2 separate regions of the Mus musculus genome follow, and region 1 is linked to region 2. A link is a contact called in public HiChIP or PLAC-seq data. All regions are on one chromosome and are shown on one strand. The core of a region is the stretch at or near the end of the contact, and the rest is flanking DNA. Distances in the headings are between cores, read along the strand shown. Region 1 overlaps LOC108167736 (a long non-coding RNA gene). Region 2 has its middle 28 kb from the start of Gm30327.

What was found. HiChIP or PLAC-seq counts read pairs in DNA pulled down with a chosen protein or histone mark.
Region 1: a contact with region 2 is called in an H3K27ac HiChIP or PLAC-seq map of extraembryonic endoderm stem cells. The contact joins two enhancer-like sites. A contact is called at or near these places in 8 of 484 Hi-C or Micro-C datasets (Sertoli cells, bone marrow-derived macrophages, cerebral cortex and 4 more) and 2 of 115 datasets of contacts at active chromatin or transcription factors (astrocytes and extraembryonic endoderm stem cells).

What each region holds. Positions count from the first base shown.
Region 1 is chr1:154,033,063-154,037,488 of GRCm38.p6, forward strand. All of the region lies in intron 3 of LOC108167736 (a long non-coding RNA gene), which reads right to left. Among named protein-coding and RNA genes, the nearest start is that of Gm46165, 28 kb to the right of the region's middle. Within about 2 kb of position 1,304, at least 127 of the 459 cell types and tissues checked have an H3K27ac peak or open chromatin away from gene starts, as enhancers often do. A contact at or near this core is called in cerebral cortex, colon epithelium, extraembryonic endoderm stem cells and 2 more, where this site is marked.
Region 2 is chr1:153,961,576-153,965,813 of GRCm38.p6, forward strand. No RefSeq gene overlaps it. Among named protein-coding and RNA genes, the nearest start is that of Gm30327, 28 kb to the right of the region's middle. Within about 2 kb of position 1,661, at least 54 of the 459 cell types and tissues checked have an H3K27ac peak or open chromatin away from gene starts, as enhancers often do. A contact at or near this core is called in cerebral cortex, colon epithelium, extraembryonic endoderm stem cells and 2 more, where this site is marked.

The DNA.
Region 1 (4,426 bases), core at 54-2,553, 71 kb after region 2:
CAGAAGAACCATCACTTAATAAAAAGCACTGTTAGAGCCGGCCAGTGTGGCACTCACCTTTAAACCCAGCATTTGAGAGGCAGAGACCGGAGAATCTCTGAGTTCGAGGCCACCCTGGTCTACAACCGGAAGTTCACAGAGAAACTCTGTCTTGAAAAAAAACAAAACAAAACAACAGCAAAAACCTGTTAGAACAGAACAACCCATTTCAAGTCAACTATTTATGTTCCTGTTACTGCTCTCTTGTTACAGTGAATCTTATATGTTCATTTTAAACAAGGATTCTTCAAGTTTATAACTTTTTTGCTGCATTTTGATTTTCTTTCCTCTTTTTTTTTTAAATACTTATCTCCTATATACATAGCTAACATAACCAAAGCTTTGTGTCAAGTAGTATGTTACATTTCGTCTCTGTATGTGTACATTGTGGTGATCTAGTGTATAAGACCTGTGTGCAGTGTTTATCTGTGTGTCTCTGTGGGATATGTATATGACGCATCCAACATATATGCATTATATGTTTCTATCTATGTTTGATATTTTTGAATGTTTATATGATTGTGTGTGTCGTATCTATGCTCTATATTTGTGTATCTGTTTCTGTGTGGAGTGAGTGTATATGTAGTGTGTTTATTTGGGGTGAATATATTTCTGTTTCTACAAGTATTAACATGGTCTGTGTATGTGTGTCCAAGTATGTGTGTGAATTTGTGTATGAACAAATGTGTGTGTGTGTGTGTGTGTCTGTGTCTGTGTGTGTGTGTGTCTGTGTCTGTGTGTACTATGTTCATGTTTGCTGACTCTAGCATCTCAGGTCCAAATTCAGACCTTAGTTACTGTTCTGGAAAGTGAGACTTCCCAGGCACAGCATCTGAGACTGGCTAGCATCTAAGAGTTGGACAAGGCACTTTGCATGGTAGACGTTTGAGAACCTGCACAGTCACTGTGTGTGCTGGGGGCAGTGACATGCCGCAGCTTCTGCCGAGGCCAGCGTCCGTGCTTATCAGCAGTCAGCACCCTCAAGAGCCATTATCACAGGCCACAGAGCGCTTGACTTCACATGCTATGTGTTTCTTTCTCCTCTAAGATACATTTTCATTCTCACCTAAAGACAAAAGGTCTCTTGGGTGGATCCATGGGTCCTTTTTCCTTGTTAGGCCAGTCGACATCAACAACGTCAGCCTTTTTGTCGGGGCAGGAAGTGGTGGCGCAGATCCAAATCAGCAAGGTGGCCTTTCCCCTAGTTTCTAGCCACAGTTCCGACTTGTGTACACAGCTCTGCCTCACCCTGCACAGTGAGCATGCCCCGCTGTGTGGCTCAGTCAGCCTCCTGCCTCCTGACCTGGCTCTTACACAGAAGATGAGACAGTCGTTAGGCCAAAGCATTCAAGGTTTAGTTTAATCCCATAAGTGAATTCCTCTAGTAGCCATCAAGAGGTGTGGCCATACCCTAGGGGAGGAGGGAAGGCTGAGAGCTTGGCTCAGGGTAAGCTAGAACTCACACCCATCCAGGTTCACTCCTTACTCTGTGACTGGGATACACAGGATCTTTGGGCTCTGCTTCCTCAGTTGTTCCTGACTTACTTAGTGTTGGGCAGCAAACCTGGTATAGAGTTCATAGCGAAGTACATAGACTACGACCTTTTATTCAGTGTGTAGGTTGGCTTCCTGGACCCAGCCTCAGTCTGAGGGAGAACAGGTTGGGAGCAGAGTTCTTCCCAGACTGCTCTGTAGTCAAGGTTCTAGAAGCAAGTCATCGTTTATACTCCAACTAAGATGTGCAAGGCCAGAGGAGGGGTGTGTGTGTGTGTGTGTGTGTGTGTGTGTGTGTGTGTGTGTGTGTGTGTGTGTAAGTTTGAGGGGGTGTGTCCAGGTGCAGAGACTAAAACCAGAGGAAGATATCACTTTTTGGCCTTTATTCCCTGGAGACAGGGTCTCTCACTGAACTTGGAGCTAGGCAGCAGCCAGCAAGCCTGGGACCCTTCTGCCTCTGCCCCAGCACTGGGGTTGCAGGTGCTTGAGCAACCACATCGACTTGAATGACATGGATCCTTATGCTTGTGATGCGAGTGTCCTTACCTGTGAGCCGTTTCTCCACCCCTACCACTCACATCTCGGCTCTTTTACCCTGACTTCCAGCGGCCAACATCTGCACATATCTGACCTTGCACGTCTCAGCCTCCTCTAGCTCCAGCAAACCGGGGTTCCCTTAACTTGGTGCTTTCTTTCAATATTTAAAAAAACGAAACAAAACATCCATCACCACCACCAAACTTTTCTCAACAACCCAAGTACTGAATTCTTCACCTAACTGAAAAGCATATGAGAAAGCTTCCCGTATGCTTCTGAACTATTCTTTGATGAGACAAATCTGACCTTCTTTTAGCTGCATCTCCCAATGGAAGGTGCAGCTTAGCAACTAGCGACAGCTGGCTTGCCTTTGTTAGGGACTTGGACACCCCAGGTGACAGGAAATAAATACATTTTGAATTTGTGTGCTTAATAATTTATAAAAAAGTGTTTGATGATGATGAAGAAGAAGAAGAAGAAGAAGAAGAAGAAGAAGAAGAAGAAGAAGAAGAAGAAGAAGAAGAAGAAGAAGAAGAAGAAGAAGAAACCCCCAGGGGCTGGAACAATGGTTGGTGGTAAAGAGCACTGGGTGCTCTTCCAGAGTACTACCTGAGTTTGAGTCCCAGCACCCACCTGGTGCCTCACAACTATCTGTAACTCCAGTTCCTGGAGATCACACCCTGTCTTCTGGCTTCTGAAGGCAATAGGCATGCATGGAGTGCACAGACAGACATGCAGGTACAACATCCATACACACAAAATAAAAGTATTAAAAAAAAATCTCCCAATTGATCATTTCACAGGATTTTTAGAGAGGTACTGGTCCTCTTTCAAGGGAGCAGGCTGTAAACTGGGGATGTGGCAGCCATGTGCCCCATCCTTAGATAGCCTGGGTCCCTGAACCTTGACTAGGGGTGATGAGAAAATGAAGAAATGACAACCACAGAGACATGGGACAGCTGGGATTGGATGGACCGGACTCTCTGATGGAGAAGACACAGTGCCCTGAAGGGCGGCATATTTACTATATACAGTGAACGAGGAGGCAGATTTTTACATGCTGATAAACAAGGCAGGGTTTGTGGTATACAGCTGAACAAGGAGGTGGATTTAGCTAATCCCAGTAAGGACAGTCTCTGTAGAGGAGCAGTCTTTAGGCCATACATCTGGGGTAGAAAGCTACGGAGAAAGCACATGTTCTGTAGGTGATACCTATGTTTCCACTCAGAGCAGGAGAGAAGGCATTGCCCCTTCCCTGAGCCTAGCAGGGGCTTTGCCACACCTGTGGAGCTGAGATTGTGTGGCTGATGACATGGCTGTGTCCTTGTTAAACAATACACATTTGATGAGGACTTTACCCGATCCCTGAAGCCCTGTCTGTAATCTTAGCACTTAGGAGGTGGATGCAGGAGGATTAAAAGTTCAAGGCAGGAGTATAGTGTAGATGCAGTGCTCATGAATAGGGTTCTCAAAAGTAACCAACTACCAACCAACCAACAAAATAAATAAACCTACTTTGAAAATGTTCAAGGTTATCCTTGGTTAGTTCTTATATAAACTGAGGACATGGCCATTCCATGATCTTATTAAGGGGGAGATTTTTTATTATAGATGTGAGTGTGTATGTGTGTGTGTGAGAGAGAGAAAGAGAGACAGACAGACAGACAGAGACAGAGTATCTAGGACACAGAGAGAAAGTACCAGACTGAACACGCCATGAGAGAAGCAAGAATGGGGTGTAAAATGAGGAAGCTGGAGTGCACAGCAGGAGGGAGACCAAGAGCAGAAGACAAAGACAGGGAGAATAATAAGATAGCAGGGTTATAAGGACAATGAGAAGCTGGGGGGAGGGAAGCCCATGAGCTGAAGGGAGGTTAGGGTAGGCGGGGAGGTGAAAAGAGCTAGGATGCATGGACTTTGAAATGTGTAACAAGTTCCGTTTGTACTGAGGGAGCCTGGAGGCCAGCATGGGCGTTGGTGTGTTCATAGGCAACTAACTCAGATAGCCTTTTGTCCTTTTTGCCTTTTGAAATTTGGGGAAATGAAGTTTCCTTTGGACTTGACAGTTCTGAATTAGCTTGAGTTGTCTTACACACACACACACACACACACACACACACACACACACACACACACACCATAAACAAACACATTTTCCATCAGAAGAGGAGGTTAAAGCCAGAGTTCCCCAGCTGGGCACCCCATGCTTCTCCATGGGTGAACCTCCCAGTTTTCCCTCTCAGAGCTGTCAGAACAAACAAAGGGCCTGGGCCTTTCTCTCTGCTCATCCTCTCCCTACCTTGAACATGAGTGAGGAGCTGGCAATGTTTTCCTTAGCTGTATGAGGGGCCTGGGG
Region 2 (4,238 bases), core at 411-2,910:
CCCAGTGAGACTCTTTCAGAGACACAAAAATAAGTGAATGAATGACTACCTACATACGTAAAGAAAGAAGTGGCCATCTAACTAGACTAGACTCTGCAGAGCTCTCTCTGGGTTTTCCTCTCCTAGGTGTGTCATCTTCTCCAAAAGAGATATCAAGAATGTTATTTGCACCGGGTGTTTTGTGCATGCCTTTAATCCCAGCTCTCAGAAGGTAGAGACAGTCCGGATCTCTGTGAAGTCAAGACCTGCCTGGTCTACAGAAAGAGTTCACTGTGTGTTCTTGACCTGTCCAAAAAAAAACAAAAACAAAAACAAAAACAAACCAAAAAACAAAAAACAAAAACAAAAACAAAAAAAACCTAGAGTTCTATGTAAGTCAAAGTCCCGCCTCCTCCTTCTTCCTTTCGAACCTTAACAGGGTTCTAAACTCTACTGAGTGGAGGAAACTCTCTCCTTTCTAGCTCCCAGTGATAGGATAATACCAGCTCCCTAGAAACAAAAAGCTAAGCCGTCTGGCCAAATGTGCTTTCTTTCCCACGACAGAGTCTCCTTGCAAGTCACAGCTCTTTCTTGTTTAAAACCCTGCATCCTGAGAGGTCTAGAAAGGCACGGTGTAAAGCTGGCGACCTTTTAAGATTTGTAAATCTCCATTAGGATATTGCTCAGGGTTTTATCTGAGACCCGGCTTTTGTTTGTCGCCCAGTGGACTTTCCTACATGCATATCTGTTGCTTAAAAAATGCAAGCAATTTACACAATCCCTGGCTCCAGATCCTACACTTGAGAACAAGGCGGCATTGTGCAAGCAGAGCTCTCTCTAGCTTTGAATTCGTTGTGTCCTAGATTTACTTATGGAAGTAGGCAGTACAAAGAAGGGATGACTTGTTAAAATTTTTACAATTCAATAACAAAGCTGACATTCAAATCTATAACTGATTTCTGGGTCATTGCTCTCCAGGCACCAGATTAGATATGGTGTGTTCACGAAGTACTAGCAGGATGCCTTCAGCTGACTGGAGCTTTCTGTTGCTAATTCCAGGGAGGGTCACATCCGCACTGTTAAGGCCAGTTGTAATTTAGAGAAAAACATGCTGTTCAATTGAATAAGAAGATATAGTAATGGTTTGAAGAGGAAAACTCAAATAAATGAAATGTTAGAATTTTTTTTTTAAACTTCAGGTCATAGGTATCATTTGGAGAGAGAATCATGTAACAGTCGATAATAATTAAAAAGCAATTATCCAGGTGTGGTGGTGCACGCCTTTAATCTCAGCCTTCAGGAGGCAGAATGAGGCAATCTCTGTGAGTCTGAGGCCTGGCTGGTCTACACAGCGAGTTCCAAGCCAAATGGGAGCACCTTGTCTCAAAATAACTAGCTAATTAACTAAACAAAAAATGACAACAAAAAAGAACTAAAATTTCTGGTGGCCAGATATGGTGCTGTATGCCCTAAGTGACAATCAAGTCTTTTTTTTTTTTTTTTTGGTTTTTCGAGACAGGGTTTCTCTATATAGCCCTGGCTGTCCTGGAACTCACTCTGTAGACCAGGCTGGCCTCGAACTCAGAAATCTGCCTGCCTCTGCCTCTCAAGTGCTGGGATTAAAGCTGTGTGCCACCACACCTGGTGACGATTGAGTCTTATTGGTTGTTCAAGGGAACTCAAAATTGGTTCACAGGAAGCTGTTGGCTCCTCTTTTGCACAACCTGTCACCCTACCTTCACTGGTCCCTGCGTTCTTATCTTGGCTTGGTGGAGGAGGTGATATCCCTCCCCCGAGAATCCCCTTGGGGTGGTCTTCAGGTCATAGTGTTCTAATGTTAGAAATGAATCCGTGGTGGAGGTCTCCCTAGACAACATGCCTCTGGCACTTCCCCAGCAATCGCCTGGGAAATGCCAGAGAAGGGAAAGACCTGAACCAGAAAAAGTCAGCCTTGCTTCCCAGGGAGTTGTTAAATAGTTATGGGATTCCAGGCCCAGGATTTATGCCCACTGCTGAGTTGTTTTTGTGGTCCCTACTCAAATACACTATTGGTCTGTGTCTTTCCATCTTCTGAGCCTGGGGAATGCTGGGCCCGTGCCTAGGCAGAGGTCAGCTGGCACTTGGAAAGACTGAGCAGGAGGCTTCTTTTCTTCATAGTTAATATGATCTCGTCACTTCAGGGACTTAAACTCAGGTCTATTAAGCCCCAGATTCAATTCTTCTGGAAAATATCATCTGTCTAGGGCTCTTCTTTCTGGGCAGTAAAAGTACTACCAATTCTGTTTTAGTGTAATTGCTAGCAGCTGGCTGCTATTCCTTCTTGTCCTAGACCACAAGGGCCAAGCAAGGGTTGGGGTCAGGCCTTCACCACCACATAAAGCACTCATCTTGTAGGCTCTGCTCTTGCTTCAGCCCACCCCGGGCACACACATGACAGATCTGTCCCTCCCTCTTTAAAGACACGGTTGGAATGCTTCTGTGAATTTTCATCTACAGTCTAGCCATTGTATCAAGTGCGCACTAAAGCTCAACATTTGCCTAGAGGAAACAAGGAAGTGCTGTTGGGGCTCCTTTAAGAACTTGTTTATGTCTCTAGCTGGCCGGCTGCCTTCTGTTGTTCCAGCCATGTTTATGACACAGGCTCACCCTTCTGCTCCTTGTTTTGAAGGCCTTGCTGGGGGACACTCACACTGAGAGTCAGTGTCTCAGCCTTTTCCCAGTCGTCGTCGGGGACAAATGTGTATGTTAGTTTGGGCCGCGGTGCCTGCTTAGTCCTGCCAGTGTTTTGAGCCAGGCCACCTTCTCAGCACAGCACGTCTTTGGCCCAAATGTACCAGAACATTTTCCTCAGGAATGTGAACCTGAGTTCTTGCAGATTTCAGGAGTGCATAATTACAAACAGAAAAAGAGAGAAAGAAAGAAAGAAAGGAAGAAAGAAAGAAAGAAAGAAAGAAAGAAAGAAAGAAAGAAAGAAAGAAAGAAAGAAAGAAAGAAAGAAAGAAAGAAAGAAAGGGCAGCAACTGCCTTGAAACACAGGAGACAAATTCTTGAGGAAGACCAGGAAAGCTAGTTGTCTGTCGAAAGCCCCAAGGACAGCAGAACAACCACTTAGGTCTAGACAGAGAGAAGATGGTTGGACACTCCATGCTTGGGCTGTCATCAAAGCTGGTGTCTTTGATTCCCTCCTCTCTCTGCTTTTCTTTATTCCTCTCTACCAATCTTCCAGGAAGTCTGGTTGGTAGTCCCTCCTCCTGCCAAGAAGTCTGGTTGGTAGTCTCCTTCCCAGCATGCCCTTTTGTTCTTTTTTTTCTTTCTGCTCTTGCTATGGCAACTATAGCCAAGTCTCTGCCATGGTTCACCTAACCACCTAGAACACCTTCTCCAACTAAGTTCAGTGTGTATGTTTTTAAGCATTGAAACAGGACTTCTTGTAGCTTAGAGTAGATTCAAACTCATCATGTAGTTAAGGATGACCTTGAACTTTTGATCCTCCAGCCTTCACCCTCCAAGGGCTAGCATGCTCTTGCTAACATGAGACATTGCTGGGTAGAGCTTTGCTGCCCACAATGAGAGAAGTACGTGTAGATATTAAGAGCTTGAAATGTGTCGTGCCATAAAAAGAAATTGAATTGAGATGTGCCATAAAAAGAAAACATACATCTGATTTTATAGACATGAAGAAGAACAACTTAAAAGAATTGTTTTAAGTGTGTCTCCTAGAGATTTTAAATCCTAGACATGGATCAATATTTATGCTGGACAGGGCTGGTCAGGATCATCAAAGACACTTGCTGTGTGTATGCAAGCTTGTTTACTGAACTGATGTTCTAGTCTTTTCTGTTTTCACTTCACAATATGCCAAAGATAAGTGGCTTTTAGAATTTTTCAACTGTTCTTTCCTTGTTCCATCTGTTTTGAATCAGGAGAAAAACAAAGCAAAACTCAATATCACTACCACCACCAATGTCAACAAGAGAACTCCCCTGAGCCTTCAAGGCCTTCCTCAGCAAGCTAGGAAGGCTTGTAAGAAGGTTTGGAAGTCGGGTGGGGCAGGAAAGGGTTAGCCATTTCTAGCAGGCACTGAGATCTGTTCTTAGGGCTAGGAGGTGACATAAGTCACATTCCCAGAATGATCCTGACAAAAAAATGCAGTAACATCAAGAAAACTAGACAGGAGGGTGCACGCTAGGACCTGCTCTTGGCCAATCTTGTTATGGTACTCACAGGAGCCAAGTTCCTGAAGGGCACTTCTCTTCACC